2 separate regions of the Sus scrofa genome follow, and region 1 is linked to region 2. A link is a contact called in public HiChIP or PLAC-seq data. All regions are on one chromosome and are shown on one strand. Each heading gives the region's core, a stretch centred on a gene start, on an enhancer-like site or on the middle of the called end of the contact. The rest is flanking DNA. Distances are from core to core; before and after follow the strand shown. Region 1 has its middle 48 kb from the start of CPN2. Region 2 has its middle 4.6 kb from the start of HES1.

What was found. HiChIP or PLAC-seq counts read pairs in DNA pulled down with a chosen protein or histone mark.
Region 1: a contact with region 2 is called in an H3K27ac HiChIP or PLAC-seq map of skeletal muscle. The contact joins two enhancer-like sites. A contact is called at or near these places in 4 of 47 Hi-C or Micro-C datasets (alveolar macrophages, embryonic fibroblasts, mesenchymal stem cells and 1 more) and 2 of 2 datasets of contacts at active chromatin or transcription factors (alveolar macrophages and skeletal muscle).

The regions. Positions count from the first base shown.
Region 1 is chr13:131,287,566-131,291,316 of Sscrofa11.1, forward strand. No RefSeq gene overlaps it. Among named protein-coding and RNA genes, the nearest start is that of CPN2, 48 kb to the right of the region's middle. Within about 2 kb of position 1,831, at least 52 of the 83 cell types and tissues checked have an H3K27ac peak or open chromatin away from gene starts, as enhancers often do. A contact at or near this core is called in embryonic fibroblasts and skeletal muscle, where this site is marked.
Region 2 is chr13:131,138,648-131,142,565 of Sscrofa11.1, forward strand. No RefSeq gene overlaps it. Among named protein-coding and RNA genes, the nearest start is that of HES1, 4.6 kb to the left of the region's middle. Within about 2 kb of position 2,639, at least 65 of the 83 cell types and tissues checked have an H3K27ac peak or open chromatin away from gene starts, as enhancers often do. A contact at or near this core is called in embryonic fibroblasts and skeletal muscle, where this site is marked.

The DNA.
Region 1 (3,751 bases), core at 581-3,080, 150 kb after region 2:
TACACCCATGTGAGTCTGCCTTGGGTGAGCAAATGCATATATGTCATCGCTTCTAGAACAGATGTAAGGTTCAGATCTGCCAAAGGAGGGAAAGAGAGCATTGAACAGAACTGGATGGATGGATGGGTGGATGGATGGATGGGTGGATGGATGAGATAAACAGATGGATCAGTCACCATGGTGAACGTTCCATTCTGTTTTAAAATGTTTTCTCAGCCTTTGTTCACAGATAGACTTAAGGACATTTTTTTTTTTTTTTTCTCCTCCTTCTTTTTTTTTTTTTTTTTTAGGGCTGCACCCATGGCACATAGAAGTTCCCAGGCCAGGGGGTCAAACTGGGACTGTAGCTGCCAGCCTACACCACAGCTCATGGCAATGGCGGATCCTTAACCTACTGACCAAGGCCAGGGATCAAACCCCACGTTCTCAGGGATACTAGTTGGGTTCCTTACCACTGAGCCACTATAGGAACTCCCAAATTAAGGAATTTTAGAGCCGAGAGGGAGTTCAAAACGAATCTCCCCAATCCATTTTCTTTAGGAATATTTTAAAGGAATAAAATTAACTATTGTTAGCTCAGCATCTCAAATGGGTTCTTTTTGAGAAATGTCAAGAAACAGATCTGGTAGCAGCACTTAAAAATAAACAAAGTACACCATTAAAAGATAAAGAAATGCTATTTTAAATTTTCATTCATTATGATTTATTGCCTGAATCTCCCCATAAAAAAGAGGGCCATGGTATGCCAACATCACGTTTCTGCTTTTGTCATGGGAATGGAATGTCTTTTGAACTGCTAAAGTAGATAATTTCAAGCCTGGAAGAAAAACAAGGGAGGGGGAAGGGGGAATGTAAGGGGGGAAAAAAAAGATCCTCCCATTTCCCAATAATTGCAAAGGCCAGGAATGTGCCATAGTGGCACTGAGGACCACGCGGCGAGGCGCCGGCTTTCAGTGGCGCAAGCGCCTCAGTCCCCTGGTGCCAGACCTGGGACTGGGAAGCCTATTCGGCCAGCTGCCCAGGACCCAGAGGCATTTGCGCCTTCCTGCGTCGGAGAGCAGTTTTCGTCTTTGTCGTTTTAAAGTTGGCCCCCGGGCCCCTCTGGGCAGCGCGCGCCTTGCGTGCGGAGCCGCGGCCCTCGCTGCGTGCGGAGGCTCCAGCCCGGCAAGGCGGCTGGAAAGGCCTCTCGAAAAGGGGCGTTCCGCTCGGCCCTCGGCGCCGCCGGCCTTCGTCGCCACCGGCCCGCACGGGGACTGAGGAAGGGGCTTTTTAAAGGGTTTCCCGGGAACAAAGGGGGCCCTGGCTCCCGGCTTCATTACCGGCTCCTCGGCCACACCAGCCGGCCCGCCCCGAGTCCGCCCCGCCGCGGCCACCCGCGGCCCCGCCCCACTCCCCAGCCCTCCCGCTCGCTCCTCTCCTCCCCGGCCCCCACACCCAGCCGGAGCTCCGGGCTCGCAGGAGCCTCCTGCCCCAGGAAATGCGCCCACCCCAGCGTCCTTTTCCCAGTGGGGAAGCTCTCCCGGCTTGAAGGAGAGGGAAGGAATTGGCCTAAACCGCCTTGAAGGGGCCACGTTTAAAAGATCCGGGCCCTAACTCTTGCCTGACCGCTCTCCTCTGCCATCGGCCAGGCTAAACAGCCTGGGCAGACCACAACCGGGAGTGGGCCATCCCAGGGCCAAGATTTTGACGCAAAGTAGACATTAGTGTGACCTCAGACATACTCTCTGGGCCTCTTGTTACGCAAAAATGGAGAGAGGCCGTTTTGAGGGTGAGTAGTAATGTCTGCAATTCTCTCTGTAGTAGGTGGTGATGAAATCCTGATTATAGTGTCATTAGAGCGTGGAACCAACAGCACCTAAGGGCAGCTGCTTTGGAAAGTGCCTCTGAAGTGACGGGGCGGGAGGGGTGGGGGGTGCGGTAACAAACTGCAGGCTCCTTCCCCTGAAAGAATGCTTGCTGCAGCCTCCCTATCCTGCTGCTCCCCCTCTCCCCCACCAAGCCCTTCTTCAGAGGGACCTCCGGAGCCTGTGACAAGCCCTTTAGGCAGGCGCTCCCTCAGAGTCAAATCCAGAGTCTTTGGAGAATGGCCCAGAGGCATTCCAAGACGCTGTGATGCCTACGGCCGGCAGACAAGCCAAATGGACCATTTTGTGGGAAGCCAGAGGTAATGAGAATAGACAGATCTTCATGGGTGGCAGGAAGGGCAATTCCAGAATGAATCATTGCCACTCTCCTTTCTTGCAGGGGATCTGGCTAGCACCCCACAGGACATGGGTGAAAGAACATTCACCATTAGAATAACAGCACAGCCACACAGGGGAAATTCCCAAAGGACCAAAGAACCACTCCAGTTTTTCAGTGCTGCCCTGGTAGAAGGCTGCTTCTATTGGTGCCTACCCAGAGGGCTGGTGACAACATCGGACCACCAGCCCGGGCAGAACAGGTGGGAAGCACTAACCCACAGGCAGCTGGGGAGAGCTATGCATCCTGTCCACCATCCCAACAGAAGGCCATTCCTTCTCACCTGGGTGATGAGCAGAGGAGCAAACAGCACCTGGAGCTGGGGATCAGAAAACCTCACCCAGATCCCAGCCCACAGCCTGATCAGCACCACCCCAGGAAGCAATGAGGGAAAATGTAGAAGAGGGGTCACCTTGTCCCTTCAGACAGGTTAGTACACTCCTGCTCCTCCTCGCTGTGCATACTGGGCACCAGTGATGCCCATCATTCAAGGAACACCAGCTGTTGCCTTAAAGTCCCCAAAGGACACAGGAAAAGCATTAGATGGGCGTTTCTGGAACACACCATCTTTTCCTTGCTGGACTGATTTCTAGCAGACCTGCCTAATAATTGGTCTAGATGTACTGCCTGCTCTGATGCATAAATATATATATATATATATACACACACACACACATATATATATGTCTTTTGTTATTTTTATATTTTCCTTTTATTTACATTTCCTCCCTATTTTTCCTACAGTGATCATGAGCTAATGGTGAACATTTTTTCAATTATTAAAAAGAAACAGGAACCCACGGAACAGTCTGGGAATTTAGATACCCAGTTAATGAAACGCCTAGTTGAGACTAAAACAGACCTTTTTTTTTTTTGCTTTTTAGGGCTGCACTCGCAGCATATAGAGGTTCCCAGGCTAGGGGTCGAATGGGAGCTACAATAGCCGGCCTACACCACAGCCACAGCAACGTGGGATCCAAGCCGTGTCTACGACCCATACCACAGCTCATGGAAACACCCGATCCTTAACCCACTGAGCAAGGTCAGGGATCTTACCCGCATCCTCATGGACCGCAGTCTTTTTTTGGGTTTGTTAACCACTGAGCCATGAAAGGAACTCCTAAAACAGACTTTAAAACTGCCCAAAGATGTTGAGGTGTTTAGGCACTTGTGTAGGAGCACATGTGGGCCGTGGGTGAGAAAGGGTTGTGTACCCAGTCCTAGACCCCAGGTTCATGCAGCATCTCTACTTGCGTCCTCTCAGACAAGATCACTTCACTTCAGAGAGAGAACCTTGTCCCCAAGACTCCCAGACCAGATGACTGGCAGCCAGTCTGTCCTACACAAAGGGACACTGCCCTGGATGCATCAGGAAGCTTGTGGCAGCATCCTGAGGAAGGCTCAGCACACAAGCTCTTCCCATCTGGGATAGTGGATGGCTGGCACTGGACTGTTGGACCGCTCTTAAAACACTCTTGGTGAGCTGGCCTCAAGCGGGGCGCTGAAGGCC
Region 2 (3,918 bases), core at 1,389-3,888:
CATCCCAGGTAAAACACTCTTAATAACTGTGGCCTCCAGCCTTCAGGGGTTGGAGTCTCCCTTTAAGTAGTCAACCCTTAGGTACAGCAAGACATTCCCTGTACCAGCAGCTAAAGGTTTGAAATGCCTCTCTGCACCCTCTTCAAGCAAGCTGAGAAGGTCAACAGATTCCTTCTGCCAAGGAACAGCTAGTTAGACTCCCAAGTGGAGCCTGAGTCCAGATGATTAACACCAGACATATGTTTTTGATAAGTTTCTGTGCTTGGCTCTAATAGAGAAAGCATGTGGGGGCCGTGCTGGCAAGCACACAAGCCATCTTCCCCTTTTAATACAAACAGCAAGCGACCCCTTTGCTTGGTCATGCCCCATTTCCAGGCAAGATGTGGGCTCCAGATAGAAGCAAAAGGGTTGTCTCGGGTTTCAGCTCACATAACCCTCCTTAACAAGTCCTAACTCAAAGCGGACAGCTTTAAACTGTGCCAGGATCTGCAGGGAATTTCTTCCAAATCCCATCACAAAGGCTTGTCAGATTTTGTCAGATTTGGCCAGGTGTTTGACTGCATCCAGGTGTTGGGGAAATGAAAACCACGAGCCCTGCGAGACCAGACACATCAGCCGCGCTGTGGGTCTGGCGGGCTCTCCCTCCTCCCCCACCGCCCACCGGTCCTCCTCCCGGCCCTGGCCCCTCCCTCGGCCTCCCCTCACCCCCCTTCTTTTGGAAGGGCTTCTGGGAGGAGAAGGATGAGGCGGGAGAGATCAATCTTTGAAGCCTTCCTAACAAAGATAAAGCCAACGATTTTCTGTCTTGTTTCAAAAGCTTTACCTCTCCCCCGCCTAGCTGGCCTTTCCCACAGGCCACTGAGAAGAGCCGCTCTATCACAGGAATGATCTAGCAGACAGCAGTCAGTTTTCTACTCAAATACCTTCCACCCAGCTTCAGACCCAGAGTGAGAGGTTTAGAAGATGCTTTTAAAAATGTGGCTCCTACTCGCCTCATTTTATGTCTATGAAAGTTGTCCAACATACTCCCCCTACCCCCCAAGAAATGCGCGCGCGCACACACACACACACACACACACATACACACACCCTTCTTTATCATATCATTTTTCTGCCATTTCCCTATTGTTTAAACACAAACGTATTAACGTTTGCTCTTTTAAGACATTCAACCCAAGCTCAAAGGCTTCATTTGGTAAATCTGTCCTCTGGCCGCACTGAAAGGGTCTTGGCAGAAATAATGAAGACATCAGGGGCTCATTTTTATAAAAGTGCCTTCATGTTCTTAAAAATTGAAATCACAAGACCAACTCAAAACTAAATCTTTGTCTTTCCTGTTCTGAAGGAAAACAACTGGAAAAATGGATTTTATTAATACCATCAAAAGTACACAGATATGGGGGGTGATAAAGGAAAAGAAGTAAACATTTGTTCATTTGAAAATAATTGGTGGTTTATAAATGGTCTTTTTTCCTGAAATTTGGCTTAAAGCTAGTAGATGAGGTGTGTCTGTACAATATAAAAAGAAAGGGGAGATTGGGGCCCCAATGGGGATTTTCAGGCTCTTGTGCCAGCTCTGCCACCGAATTGACTGTGTCACTTTGGATGAGTCATTTCCCTTCTCTGGGACATTTTCAAGTCCTTAAAACGAATGCGTTTATATCTAAGGTCTTGTGCCCTCCTGCACCCAAGCTCTTTCTGCAGTAATTAGTTGAGGGAAAGAAGCTGCAGTCTCGTCCCCACTCGGATCCCTCTGGCGGGCCTGAACTAATTACACAGCCTCGGGTAGCACCCAGCTGCCCCTCTCCCCCGCCCCCGGGTGGTGCCGATGGCTCCGGGAGATAAGGCGCGGCTCCCAGCTCCACGTCCGGATGCGGGCCGCAGGCCTCAGCCACGGGGCGCATTAGCCTCTCAATGGAGACCCTGGGGGCCCCGGCGCCCCGCCGCCCTTCGCAGCATCCGGAGCTGGAAAGGCGCTGAACTGGAAGAGGGGGGCTCTCCTGGGTGTGGACGGGAGCCTTCTCTTGGCGGTAATGCCGCGGCTGGGAGGCGCGCCCCATTCCACCCTCGTGTTGCTGGAGTGGGGACCCAGGGGTTAAGCCGGACCCCCTCATCGTCACTGCCGACCCGGGAAACCTGTCATTAAAGTCAATTAACTTTTCCCACACCCCTTGGCCGGTAACAACCCGCTGCTAGCTTCCTCCCCGGCTCCTAAGTGCAACCAGATGGGCGGCCGAGCTGCCCCCGCCGCGCGCCCGCCGAGGCCGCCGGGGGTTTCAGGGAGGCCGCCGGGGCCCGCGGCCCGGGCGGGGAGCAGGCCGGGGCGGCCACGCCGGGCCAGCCCCGGCGGCCCTGCGGCCAAGGTGGTTTGCTTAGCAGGCCCGGCTGCTTTCTGGCAGGAAATGAATAGCTCCCAGATGAGCTCAGGCAACCTGAGAGGTCGTGAGAACGGCGCGAACCCCCGCCTGTGCAGCCGGCAGCCTGCCAGGCCGCGGGGGGAGCGGGCGGCGGCGGCGGCGGCGGGAGGCCGGGAGGCCCGGCGGGCGGGCGGGCGGGCGGCGGCGGCTGGGGGAGAGGGAGGAGGGAGCCGCTGACACACGAGCCCGCGCCCGCTCCCGCTGACAGGCAGGCAGCCGCCCGCGCCCGGCCTCCTCCCCCGCTTCCCCGCCCGGGGCCCCAGCGCCTCCCAAGCAGCAGGCCCTTAGCCGCAGAAAGGCGGCCGCCCGGCCCGCCGGGCCCGGGGGTGGGGCCGCCTGCCAGTGTTTTTCCAGTTCCCCCGGTAGCTCCGGGCCGCATTTAGAAGCCGGGAAACTGGGCCGAGGCCAGTGTCGGGGCAGCAGAGGCCCTCGGCGGCCGTGGGAGCCCTGCCAAGCGTCAGGCCGGGCCCAGGAGGGAGGGGTCTGGCGGGGGCAGCGGGGCAGAAGCGGCTCAGCCCACGGCCTTGGCCCCTAAAACGAGCCGCCAGAGAGCCGCTGGGGACTCCCTAAAAAAATGAGTCTCATCCCAAGCACCTACTAAGTGCCGGGCAAGCCACTGCAAGCGCTGGAAAGATAAACTCCTAAGTCTCACCGGGCTCCTGCCCTCCCTGAACTCTCGGTTTAGCTGAGGAGATAGTTGGACATGCAAGTGACTCTGAACTCTCGGTTTAGCTGAGGAGATAGTTGGACATGCAAGTGACTCATGCCCACATGATGCGGCAAGTGCCAAAAAAGAAGTTTCAACAAAGGGCACCTAAGAACAGAGAGATTCTGATTTGAAAGGAAACCAGGTAAAGTTTTCAGAGAGTTGGCGAAGGATGGGTGCAACAGGAAGAGATGGGAAGGAAAGGGGAGGGAAGACACGGAGAGAGGTAAATATGTAAGTCCAGTTTGGGGGAATTTCAAGACGTTTGCCATGGTTGTATGGAATATTTCAATTATATAAACTAGCTTAGAGGTCAAAGTTGAGGGCCATGTTGTCTGCTTCAGTCCTTGGAGTACCCAGAGGGTAAAAGCACATGATCTGGCTTCAGGAAACTTAGGTTGTAGTTCAGGCAAATTACTTCCCATCTCTGTGCCTCGTTTGTATCCGGCGGCTCACGGTATTTCATAGGGTTGTTTGGATGAAATGAGTGAATGCAGGCAAAGCATTCAGAATAGCGCTTGGCACATAAGCCCTCAATGCATGTCAGCTATTATGATTCCTAAACCACGGTGAGGAAGGTTAACCAAACGGGAAAGCCAGGCCTGGCCTTTGCCCAGTGATTTCAGGAGCTGCTTGTAATTGCACCAGGCCCCATGTGAAAACACCACTGCTTCTTCCCTAGATTCTGAATTTCACGTGTTCATTCAATAATTATTGAACCAAGCACCATGGAAACAAAGGGAGAAGAAAGGCATGATCTCTGTAGCTATAAAGCTCGCAGTTTAATAGGCCAGA